Regions from separate parts of the Mus musculus genome. Here regions 1 and 3 are each linked to region 2. A link is a contact called in public Hi-C data. All regions are on one chromosome and are shown on one strand. The core of a region is the stretch at or near the end of the contact, and the rest is flanking DNA. Distances in the headings are between cores, read along the strand shown. Region 1 overlaps Sptlc2 (serine palmitoyltransferase, long chain base subunit 2). Region 2 holds the start of Tmem63c (transmembrane protein 63c). Region 3 overlaps Gm33444 (a long non-coding RNA gene).

Region 1 (3,655 bases), core at 660-3,159, 300 kb before region 2:
TCCTTTGTGTTTTCAAATGTTACACGAACCACTCTTGCTGTATGTATCTTAATACAGTTTGCTGTGTTTTTCTCATTATGAGTCCCATGTTGGGGGTGATTTTCTCAGTCACTTGTTTGCAGTTTTACAGCATTCCAGCGTATTCGGGCAGCCTTTTGTTCCTTCTGTTAGTGGATGTTTAGGTTATTACTGTTTTGAGCTGTCACTAGAACCACAGAGCGACCTGTGTATGTGTGTCTCTGCTCTGTGTTTGTAAGGTTAGCTTGGATACCTTTCAGTGAGGTTGGCAGACATCTTTACAGGCTTCTACATTCTTGCCCCAGCCAAGCATACTAGCAGGTGCCAGTGAGCCCAAGACTTGGCAAGCTAAGGCACGATGATTGCTGAAGGTTTGAGGCCAGCCTGGTCAACCTAGTGAGGTCAAGGCCAGCCGGGGCCATGGAGTGAAGCTAAACAAAACAACTTTAAATTCCCTAGGGCTTCAATATACTCTCCCACTACTGTTACTGTACTTAATAAAAAAAAATCGACAGTCTACTATAAATTTATAAAGAAAATTTAACATTTATGTTTTTAAATTTATGAAAGTGTCTAGCCAAAAGAAGAAATGTAAAGTTATGCAAATTGGTGGTGATTCACGGAGAAAACATGCTCTAGAAGGACTATGTTCTAGGACACCGTTCCCAGACTCCACTGAGGAATGATGGAACAAGACAAAGAGGTTTAACATTGTGGAGCTTAAAACCAGGAAAGGCAGACAAAACCCAGCACTGCTTCCTGGGAGTAGGAGGCTGGGGAGGGAGCATTTTTATTTCTATTAAAGTTGCATGTTCCTATATTGGTTTTTTAATAGAGCTTTAAAATAATTCATTAAGCATATTAAATCCTGCTTAAAATGAGATTCAAAGTGAGATGGTCTGTGCTGCTGTTAGGAGAAGAGTGCTGCTCAGAAAGCTGCAGCCAGCCAGGGAGGAGGAGCTACAGTTCTGCTCGCCTTTACTGCTCCGTTTCCTTCCTCCTGGCCAGCCTTCCCGTGTCCCCTAGAATTACTGTCATTGTTGGCTCTCTTTCACTGTCAATATCAAGTAAGAGCAGGTGAGTAGAAGAGTCCGGGGAAGTTCTGAAAAGCCCACCAAATCCGGAGAGCTAGCTTGTCCTTCATGCATCACTGACCACATTCTGTAGTGGATTTTAGATCCAAGACCTTTTTAATGAATCAAAATATCCATAAAAATCAACTAAGATGTTTAAAAAAATTCCAGAACTGCAATTGGATGTAAAATAATTTAGTGCTTTGTGTACAGTGTTTTTCACGTGTAGTTGGATGCTACCACCATGGCCACATCAAAGACAAAGTGAGTTGGATACATGCATTTAACAGGTGGCTTTTACAGGGACTGCACAACGCACTTCCATATGGAAAACTTCACTGCACTTGGCTTCTAAAGAACCTAGGTAAATTCTGTTACTGCTGTAGAACTTGGGTAGGCTGAAGTTTAATTAAACTCAGGTTTGGCCTGTTTGAATTAACCCAGCAATAGACTTGCTAATGAGGTGTTAAATGATCCAGCAACTAATTTAGGAGATGGCAAGTGCTGTCTTTGAAGAAGCATCTGTATGATCTTGTAGAGAACTGCATGCTACTCAGGACGTTTGACCCACCTTAGCACTGCCTTCCGAGCCCAGGAGCGATTGCTTCCTGCTTTGTCCTTTATTACTGTGTTTTAATGAAGATTGTTTAGAAACCTATCCAGATCAGTGGGGGAGAGGAGGCAATGAGCCAAGCCCAGCGATTAGAAGAGGAGAGAGGCAGAGCGAATTTTCTGGTGAATGGTTTCATCCCTACCTTGCACATTTGAGCAGTTACTCCAGTGCTGAGCTCTAGGCCAGACCCCCTGTCCTGTGCCTTAGTGCCTAGAGCACTGCTGTCAAGACATGTTTGTGTCAGCATTTATCAGGGACCAGCTCTGTGCTGGAGTTGAACAAGATGTGCTCTGTGCCTTTGAAAACAGCCTTTGAGTGGCTCCGTGAGATGCCTGGGAAGAACTAGTCTCGACAAGAAACTTTCTCCTTGGTTCACCTTGCTCCTTTCTTAATTCTCTGCGCCCTTCTCTCTGCCTTCTCTGCCTTACACACCATGTCCTCTATGAAACTTAATGTGTAAATTATTTGAAGCAAAGATCTAACCTGCTTAAGCAAACTTTAAGTGAGTCGCCCCCGCCCCCGTGGAGTCTTTTATCGCTTACCAAAAATTAAAGGAAAAAAACTCCTTCATTGTCTAACACAAAGGCCTTTTAGCCAACGGCTTTAACTTTTTAAAATCAATAAGCATTAAGACTGCTTTACAGGTGAGGAAATTTGAGCCCACATGTGGGCCAAGTCCTCTCTGTACCTTGTTCCAAATAGGATGTGGTTTTTTAGTCCATCTGCTTCTACTTCGGGCCATATTTAATGTTTTATTAAAGCAAACTGTTTTATGACCTATTTCTAATTTTCTTATTCTGTTCAGCTAATTTTCCACAAAACACCCAATTTTTCTAGTGAATACTCAGCATGACAGATGACAGGGTGGGGGTGGGGATTTGACCGCCTACTTCCTCTCCCTGACTCAGCAACCGGTTCACCAAGAGCTTTTCCTTCTTCCACTCTCATCTCCTTTTTAAAATCCAAATGCAAATAAGTTTTTTATAGTAGGAAACTCATTTTTGTTTCTTCTTTCAGTCAGTTTGAAACTGGCTATTAAGATGCCCACAAGCATCAGACTTTAAGCTAGTTTTTGAACAGAAGTACACTTGGCCATAAAATGGAACTTTGTTCTTAGTAGAAAACCTAAAGAAGGCACTTGGGTTCCCCTGGGGTAGGCATGGAGCCCTGAACCAGAGGCCCCTCATTTGGAAATGTGGTTGCATGCTGTGGGGAGGCTAAGCTCTTAAATATTCAAAGGTTAAAGCAGGTAAATTTCCTTAGCTCTATTTTAATTATTTGGAAGCTTTATCTTATAGTCAGATTTTTTTCTCTACAGTTTTGTGTTCATTTATTTGAGCTAACACACAGTTTCGCTTTCTACTCATCGTTTTGGGTTTGTGACCGATGTGGCCTTGTCTGTGGTGAAGAACATACCTGACTTTGCACACCACCACATGATTGACTGGCATTGCTTCTTTTCTCCCAGAAGAGTTGGTCACAGGAGTCCTTCATCTTTATGAATCTGTTGTTGCACAACTACTTTGTATATGCCAGTAACGAGATACTGAGACCAGTTATCTTCTGACAGCTTAATAACCAGAAATGAGAATATGCCTAAGGGTTGAATCTGTATTAATTGTTTCCTGTGATTTTTCTCATTCTCTAAACGTTTGATCTGTATGCTCCTGTCATCTACTTCCACCGTATTAAATGTTAAAGAAGAAACTTTATCAAGGATGCTTTTACTTTAAAAAAAAATTTTTTTTTGTACCGATGGGCAGTGAACCCAGGCTTTGCACATAGTAAACCAGCTCCCTGCCCCTGAGCTCCACCTCCAACTCCGTGACGCTTCTTTACTACAGTAAAGCAAGAGAGACTTCATCGGTGCAGAGACCACTGCTACAGTGAGCCTTAGGTACGAGCGATTAATTGAGTTCAGTTGTGACTCCAACCAGGAAATACGGGAGTT
Region 2 (3,879 bases), core at 129-2,628:
CACAGACACCGAGAAACTTCCTCCGCTACTAAAAGCCACCTCTCATTATTTTCCTGAACCCACAGAACTGACCCATCACCCCTTCTACCCAGCAGTTCTTAGCAGTTTCCTCCTGACCGATGCCAGAACCCTGCAGGTGTCTACCACTCTGGCTCCCCAAGCCTGCTGAAATTGTTAACTCCCTGTGTCCTCAGGGATGAGGAGAAAGGCATGCTGGGTGGGAATCCACACCAGAGAGGATCAGGGAGCTACAGAGCAAGACTAGCCCCTGTTCGCACAGCCGGGGGTGGGGGTGAGGGTGTGGGGGGGGGGGGCTGGTGGTGAGATTATGCCTGGGAGGCCAGCTTGTGTAATGACCAAGTGACTTCTGGCAAGTCAAATGCACCCCTGGACCTCAGTTTCCCCAGTATCTTCAACCAAACCCAAAGTTTCTTTCAAGTTGAGATTGGAAGCAGATCCTGACTTTAAAAATATAGAGAGAAAGGTGGTGTCCTTTGCTCCCAGGAACCTGCCGCCTTGAAACTCAGACTGTCCATCTTAGAATCAGACCCACACACAATCCATCACTGATGCTGTGGTCACGGAACCGGTGAAGTAGATCGCCTCCTCCCAGCCCTGCCCATTGCGTGGGCAGCAGAGCCCTGGGGAGTCCCTAGATGGGTGGGGGTGGCACTGCCCTGAGAGGAACTCCCACCTACTCAGACAAGAGGCAGGGACACCCCCACCCCAGGCAAGCCTCCCGCCCACCTCCATTCCGGCATCCCGTAAAGACAGGTCTCCTAAGCCAAGGCCCTTCCTAGTGGGCGGGCGTCTTAGCCCACCCTTCCTTAGGTACATGCCGAGAGACAGCCAATGTGCTCCGCATGTGGCGCAGTCTCCCTTACTACCATCTCTCCAGTCCAGTCCCAGGTCGCCGAAAGCTCTCAAGCAAGCTATCCCTCCCCGCCCCCTCCCTGGTCCAAGACCCGGATTCTCTCATCCCTTCTACCGGCAGCTCACCGCATCTGCGCCCTCACGGCCACTGCCAACCCCAGGCGAGGAGCTCGGGCTACCAGGATCAGTGACAGACAACACTCTACCTGAGAGGAGACTGCGGGTGGGTCCTCCTCCTCCTTCTTTTTAGCGGCCTGGTAAAGCCAGCTCCACCTGGCAAGGGACTGTCAGCAAATTCCCCTCTGCATCACCGCGGGAGCGGCATCCCGGCTCCTCCCAGTAGGAGTCAACCTTGGCCCCGCCCAACGCTGCTCTGACCTGTGGGGGAACCCGGGCTAGATAAGCAGGGACCAAGGCTCTGCCCTGGAAATCCTGTAGTTATCAGAAACCATGACCATCGCGAATGCACAAGGCTGCCGCTCCCTGGCTGCGGTTTGCAACAACTGAGGTTCTCTGGGCCTTGGCAGCTGCCTTGTCCACCCACCTTCTCCCACGCTTCAAACTCTCCTCTGAGGCCTCCTAGCCCAGCTAGTCAGAAGCAAGGAAACACATTCAACCTCACCAAGGTAGCACTGTGCCACACCCTAGGACCATATCCGGGCATGGCTCAGTGCTGACTCCTTCTTCAACAAAAGAAAGGTTTATAAATTGACCAGAACCCCACCCAGGAGGCCCACAGGAACGCGATAAGTCCGGTCCATTCTGTCAGGACCACACTCCTCAAGTGGGTCTCAGGCTTCACCAAAGACCTGCCAACCATGCTTTTTTTTTGGGGGGGGGGGGTTTCGAGACAGGGTTTCTCTGTATAGCCCTGGCTGTCCTGGAATTCACTTTGTAGACCAGGCTGGCCTCGAACTCAGAAATCTGCCTGCCTCTGCCTCCCAAGTGCTGGGATTAAAGGCGTGCACCACCACGCCAGGCTCGAGACAGGCTTTTAATTGGGGGCGAATGCCATGTGTTTACCCCAAGACCACAATGCAAAGTAAGAGCTTCGGCAGCAACAGCCCCCAACTCCCTCCAGGGCTCCGGCACACTTATTTAGTAAACATTTTATTATGGAGCCACTACTGAATAATGTTTTATAATGGTGGGATATTGTCAGAGCTGTTAACAATATGAAAGACCATGGAGGAAGCGTGTGAGACAGGACCAGGAGACACTGGAGGGGGAAGAAGATATCTATGTCTTCCTGCGTTTTCATAGCCTGTAGCACTTATACCCTTGCCAGCCCGTGCTAGGTCTCCCCATGCCATGTTCCTGTCTCCCCACCATCAGCCACTCCCTGAGAGCTCAAGGCTGAGACGATCTAGACAGGCTCTGTCGAGGTGTAACCTGGTGTGTTTCCGCCCATTCATTTGCTTATCCCCTCGAGGGCGCAGGAAAGCTTTGACCATCACTAATTCTACCGCTGCTGGGATCTGAGTTCTAACCCTGCCTCTGCTGCCGTCCTGCTGGACTGTGGTCAGTAACTCAATCCCATCTTTGTTTTGCCTCTGCAAGAAGACATGGCTAGTTGAGGTCTAAGTCTCTCTAACAGTCTCATCGGGCTTCTCAATAAGGGGTAATGGGTATGGAGACAAAACAGGTAAGTATAAGAATCTTGTTTAAGGATTCTTGAGCTGGGGCTGGAGGGATTGCTCAGTGGTTAAGAACTCTAGCTGTTCTTCCAGAGGACCTGGGTTCAACTCCCATACACGTAAATGGCAACTCATAACCATCTGTAATGCCAGTTCAGACGGGATCCAACACAAGACATGCAAGAAGGCAAAATAAAAATGCACATAAGATAAAAATAAATAGTTAGTTTTAAAGATAAATATTAAAAAATAAAAAAGAACCCCCAGGATAGATTACACCTTTGCTCCTAGCACTTGGTTGCCAGAGAAAGGGGGATTACTGTGAGTATCACACACACACACACACACACACACACACCGGTCTAAAGGAAAAAAAACAGTCCTCAGTGTCTGAACTTAGGTACCAGCTAGACCACCTAAGCACAGGGACCTCTCTGCAATTCCTAATTACACATGTAGAATGGAGTAAATAATAATGACCTTATTATTTACAGGGTCCGTCATGAGGATTAATTATATGTTTTGTGAACAGTGACTGTCATCATTGCTCCCCCATCATTGAACTTGCTATTGCTAGGTCATACAAAAACAAAACGAACAAAAAACCCAAAGCCTATAGCTGAGAGACCAGCTAAATGTGAATCAATCATATGACAGGGGAATGAAATGAGATCCACAAAGACACCAGGCAGACACAGCGGAAGAAGAGATAACTGGGTATCCCAGCCATGCAAATACCAGCCGACCAGGTGAGGGTCGAGTGTGTAGAAGGTTCTTAGTGAAGATGTGTGGCAATGACTGGTGGGGGATTTGGCATTTAATGCCTGTATACTGAAGATGCAGATGCTGTCACTCTTGTGGGTCAGGGTGTGCTTTTGACCTGCACTGTTGTCTCTGAACCACTACAAATGCAATTGTCTTTATAATTGTGTTGCTAAATTCCAGTGTTAATCTAGGGTGAGCAAGAACGATATTAAGAAGCAAAAGGATTCTCAGTAGCATAAATGAAACAGCCTGGCTAAGTCAGCTGCTTTTCCTGCACAAGAGCACCTAGTATCTTCGAATGGAGCCCACCATCATTTATCCAGCTGATGTGCTTGGATACTTGGTCTGCAACCCATGGCACTGTTTGGAGATATTGTGAAATTTTTGGAAGACTGCCTAATGAGCAGAGCGGCTGGCTGAGGGTGGGCCTGGAAAGCACTTACCATCTTTGTTTTGCCCTGAGTTCTCTCCTCCATGGTTTCCACCAAGGTGTGAACAAACTATGTGGCAAGCCTCCCTCCCCCTCTCTCTATCCCAACCCACCCTGGCCACAGATAGAGTCTTTCCCTACCAAGACAGACTGGCTAGTCTCTGCAATCCTGAG
Region 3 (3,773 bases), core at 628-3,127, 380 kb before region 2:
TCTGGGTTGGCTGGGAACTATACAACCTAGGCTGGCCCCACACTTATGGTAATCCTCGTATCTCAGTTTTCTAAGTCCTGAGATTGCAAGCCTGGCACAAAACCAGCTTTGCTCAGAGGCTCTCTAGTTCTCGGTCCCCTCCCTGGATGCAGCTTTGCTGACCCGGACTGAGGTCCTCACCGTGCCCACCCCACCCCTACCACTTGATATATCTCTGAGGATGACCTTGAACTCCTCCTCATCCTCCTGGCCCCACCCCTTCACTATTGCAGCCTCGGTTGACCTAGGACTTGCTAAAATATTATTTATACGAGTACACTGTAGCTGTCTTCAGACACACCAGAAGAGGGCATCAGATCCCATTACAGATGGTTGTGAGCCAAACATGTGGTTGCTGAGAATTGAACTCAGGACCTCTGAAAGAGCGCAGTCAGAGCTCTTAACCGCTGATCCATCTCTCCAGCCCCCTAGAACTTGTTATATAGACCAGAACTTGCAGTAGTCCTCCTGCCTCTGACCCCAGCGTGTATTTGAACTTCAACTCCCACAGTAAATGGTACAACTACACTTTGGAATCAGCCATGGGGTAGATTTCCTCTTACTCCACAACGAGGTAAATGGAAAGACCACATCACTTCTCAGGTTCTTTCTGAACACATTTCAGGCCTGGGCAGACCTTCTCACATCAAAGTGGGAGTGTCCGGGAACCCTTGCACCCTGAACTCAGTTGAATACCAAGCAACATCCAGATGGACTGAGAACATGTGCTTACGAAGCAAGAGTCAGCTAAGCAAGGAAAAACAAACGCCCTCAGCACTCAGGAAGCAGAGGCAGGAGGATCACTGCAAGTTCATGACCAGCCGGGTCTACCTAACAAGTTCCAGACCAGCCAAGGCTACAATAGCGGTGGGGGCGGGGGTGGGGGGTGGAAAGCTGGAGGAACAGAAGTTCAAGAGTACCCTCAATAGATTAAGTCCCAGGCCAACTTGGACTGCATGGTATTCTGTCATGAAAAAACAGAACGTAAAAGAAATGTCTTTTTAAATGTAAAAACGAGAGATAGCAGAGAGCTTATTGGTGATTTCTGTGGTGGTCCACACAGAGAGAAGTCACGAAATGCAATGGAGCTGCCCATAAGCCAAGGGAAGACTTCAGAATAAAACCTTACCAGGCCCTTGGTCTTGGGTTTCTAGCCTACAGAGCTGTGAGTAAGAAGTTGCCAGTGCGCCGGGCATGATGGCACACGCCTTTAATCCCAGCACTTGGGAAGCAGAGGCAGGCGGGTTTCTGAGTTCGAGGCCAGTCTGGTCTACAAAGTGAGTTCCAAGACAGCCAGGGCTACACAGAGAAACCCTGTCTCGAAAAAACCAAAAAAAGAAAAACAAAAGAAAAAAACAAGTTAAGTGCCAGTGCCTGAGCCCTTCCATTTGTGTTTATTTATTTTATTACTGCATCCCAGAAAGGCTAAGCTCTCTGCACTTCAGGTCCTGGTAGCACCCCGCTGTTTCACCCTGACTTACTACTTCCTGTGGACTTCTCAGCTCTTCTATCAACAATTCCTGGCATTAACCTCGCTCTGTTTGGAGTAGTTTTTGTACTGATATCCTTTTTCTTGGTTGGACCTGTTGTGACTGACTGCCCTCTAAGCAGAGCCACTGCCATCATGGGGAAACTCCAGCCGGTGCCCCTTTGCACAAGGATCACCCATCCCAGCTGGGGTTGTTGACACAGGGGGCCTGGGGATGGTCACCAAGGCCCCCATCTTGAGTATTCAGTTGTTCCCTAGCACTTGTTATATGCAACCACGCCTTAATTGTACACAGCTTCTGGGAGGGGCTAGAGTATAGGGGGCGGGGCTCATCCTTGCTGGATAAAGCCTTTCCAGGTACAGCCTGTTGCCCAGAGCAGCAACCACACCCTGTAAGTGACTCGTCATCCCTGAAGCACAATAGACTTGCTGGTTCCCCAGTTTTTCTTTGGAGCCTTAGAAGGGGCATATGTTCTTTCTCCTTCTGGGAAGAAGTTTTAGCAACAGGACCACTTATCATTCTTGCAGGCATTCCATGAGCTGTCCTCCATTTAATTATAGTCATGGGAAATACAATGTGATACCTAAGATTGAATTCTAAATCAGCGCTGCGAATGCATCTCAGTGGGTAGCACTTGGTTGGTATAAGATGTCAGCACTGCAAAAAAAATAAAATAAAAAAATAAAAAACAATTATACTGGCCCACATTTGAAGCTTGATTGCATCCATTTGCCAACGGTATTGTATTAGTTTCCCCATGCCTCATTTTTCTCATCTGCAGAATGGGGACAATCCCAAAAAGCCATCCAACAGAGCAAAGAGTTTTTGCCTTAGGTGTGAACCAATAAAATAGGAGAAAGGACAGAGGCTGGAGAGAAGGTGACAGTGTAACTTCCAGTGTTCTCATAATTCACAAGGTAGATGGGTGCTCTCTGGCAACACTATGGTCTCTTGGGATGTGGCCTAGAGATATGATTATAGTCCTCCACAATGCTCAGAGCAGTGACTAGAAAGTATGGAACTCTTCATAAGTCACAGTGTTCTTGGTTTTGTAATTCCACAGAATTCCTTACATGAAGCCTGTCCTTTCTTCCACGCCTCCCAAGGCGAGCCCTGATCTTGTCTTTGGTGTCTGAGCTTTTTCCAAAGGATTTGGAACTCCTCTTCCCTTCCCTCCTCCCTCTTACACACCCAACGTTGACCCTAGTGTTTGACCTGATCTCTCATCCAAAGGAAGTGCTCAGAACTCCAGAACAAAGGTCAACAGGCCATTCCGGTAAAGGGCTAGGCACTCACTGTCCCTAACAGGTCCAGCAGTTGGAACATTGTCCTTCCTTGTTCTTTCCAGCATAAAAACGAATCCATCGGTAACAATTCCGTGGAATAAAGGCACAACAGAAGTGCACAAGTTCCTTCCTCTTGCATGATCCTCTTAGCGTCCGTGCATTTGTGCGTGTGCACTGCGGGTCCTCAACCTGTGGCTGAAGTGTTTCCCGTGCGGTGGCTCTTTCTCCAGAGAGGCTGCGACGTCAATCTACAAGAATGCAAAGGAGGAGGAGGGAGGGTTGCCAGCCAGTCTCTGTTCCCAGAAACCACGCCTGCTGCACTGAGATCTGGCGTCCCTGATGATTTCCTTCCTCATGTGCATCCTCTATCCTCCTCCTGTTTCACATGCAGAGGCCCCTGAGCCGTGCTGGAGATGGTGCCCTTCTCCCCTGGTCCCCCTGCCGGTCCCCTTTCAAAGGGTCACGGGAGGATTCTGCCACCCTCTTCTCTGGTCTCTGCAAGAACCGCTGTCAAGGCTAACCCAAATCTGTTTCAGTGAACTTTCTAGAGAGAAAGGTTGTCGCCATTAAGTGCCTAGGAACGCGTAAAACAGGCAGTCCCTTTGCGATGGAAGCCTAAAATAACTAGCTGACCTAATTTTCACCCTCTGTGGGGAGCAGAGAACCATTGGGGGTGGAAAGACCTTGTCCTCGGTTTCCTGGTGACAATGTTTTCTAGTCTAGACCTATTCCCTTCCTTCCTCTTTTATCATTGTTCTTCCTTATTCCTCAGTCAAATCCTTAAGAACCTGGAAATGGGTCAGGCAGTGGTGGCGCACGCCTATAATCCTAGCACTTGAGAGGCAGAGGCAGGCAGATTTCTGAGTTCGAGGCTAGCCTGGTCTACAGAGTGAGTTCCAGGACAGCCAGGACTACACAGAGAAACCCTGTCTCGAGAAACAAAACAAAACAAAACACC

The links. Hi-C and Micro-C count contacts between places; a contact is called where the count stands out from the background.
Region 1: a Hi-C map of embryonic stem cells shows a contact between it and region 2, with 2.1 times the contacts expected there. The contact joins the enhancer-like site here to the promoter of Tmem63c in region 2. A contact is called at or near these places in 9 of 39 promoter capture datasets (the C10 cell line, cranial neural crest, embryonic stem cells and 5 more) and 3 of 484 Hi-C or Micro-C datasets (embryonic stem cells and rod photoreceptor).
Region 3: a Hi-C map of embryonic stem cells shows a contact between it and region 2, with 2.8 times the contacts expected there. The contact joins the enhancer-like site here to the promoter of Tmem63c in region 2. A contact is called at or near these places in 2 of 39 promoter capture datasets (cranial neural crest and stem cell-derived epiblast-like cells) and 2 of 484 Hi-C or Micro-C datasets (the Ba/F3 cell line and embryonic stem cells).

Annotation. Positions count from the first base shown.
Region 1 is chr12:87,329,430-87,333,084 of GRCm38.p6, reverse strand. All of the region lies in intron 9 of Sptlc2 (serine palmitoyltransferase, long chain base subunit 2), which reads left to right. Among named protein-coding and RNA genes, the nearest start is that of Ism2, 32 kb to the right of the region's middle. Within about 2 kb of position 1,909, at least 45 of the 459 cell types and tissues checked have an H3K27ac peak or open chromatin away from gene starts, as enhancers often do. A contact at or near this core is called in embryonic stem cells, hematopoietic stem and progenitor cells and pre-B cells, where this site is marked.
Region 2 is chr12:87,023,791-87,027,669 of GRCm38.p6, reverse strand. Tmem63c (transmembrane protein 63c) reads right to left here and starts at 1,378. Exons shown (of 24, transcript NM_001361704.1): 1 at 1,080-1,378.
Region 3 is chr12:87,407,420-87,411,192 of GRCm38.p6, reverse strand. Gm33444 (a long non-coding RNA gene) reads right to left here. Exons shown (of 3, transcript XR_381803.4): 2 at 2,826-3,063; 3 at 1-2,186. Among named protein-coding and RNA genes, the nearest start is that of Sptlc2, 21 kb to the right of the region's middle. Within about 2 kb of position 1,877, at least 144 of the 459 cell types and tissues checked have an H3K27ac peak or open chromatin away from gene starts, as enhancers often do. A contact at or near this core is called in embryonic stem cells, where this site is marked.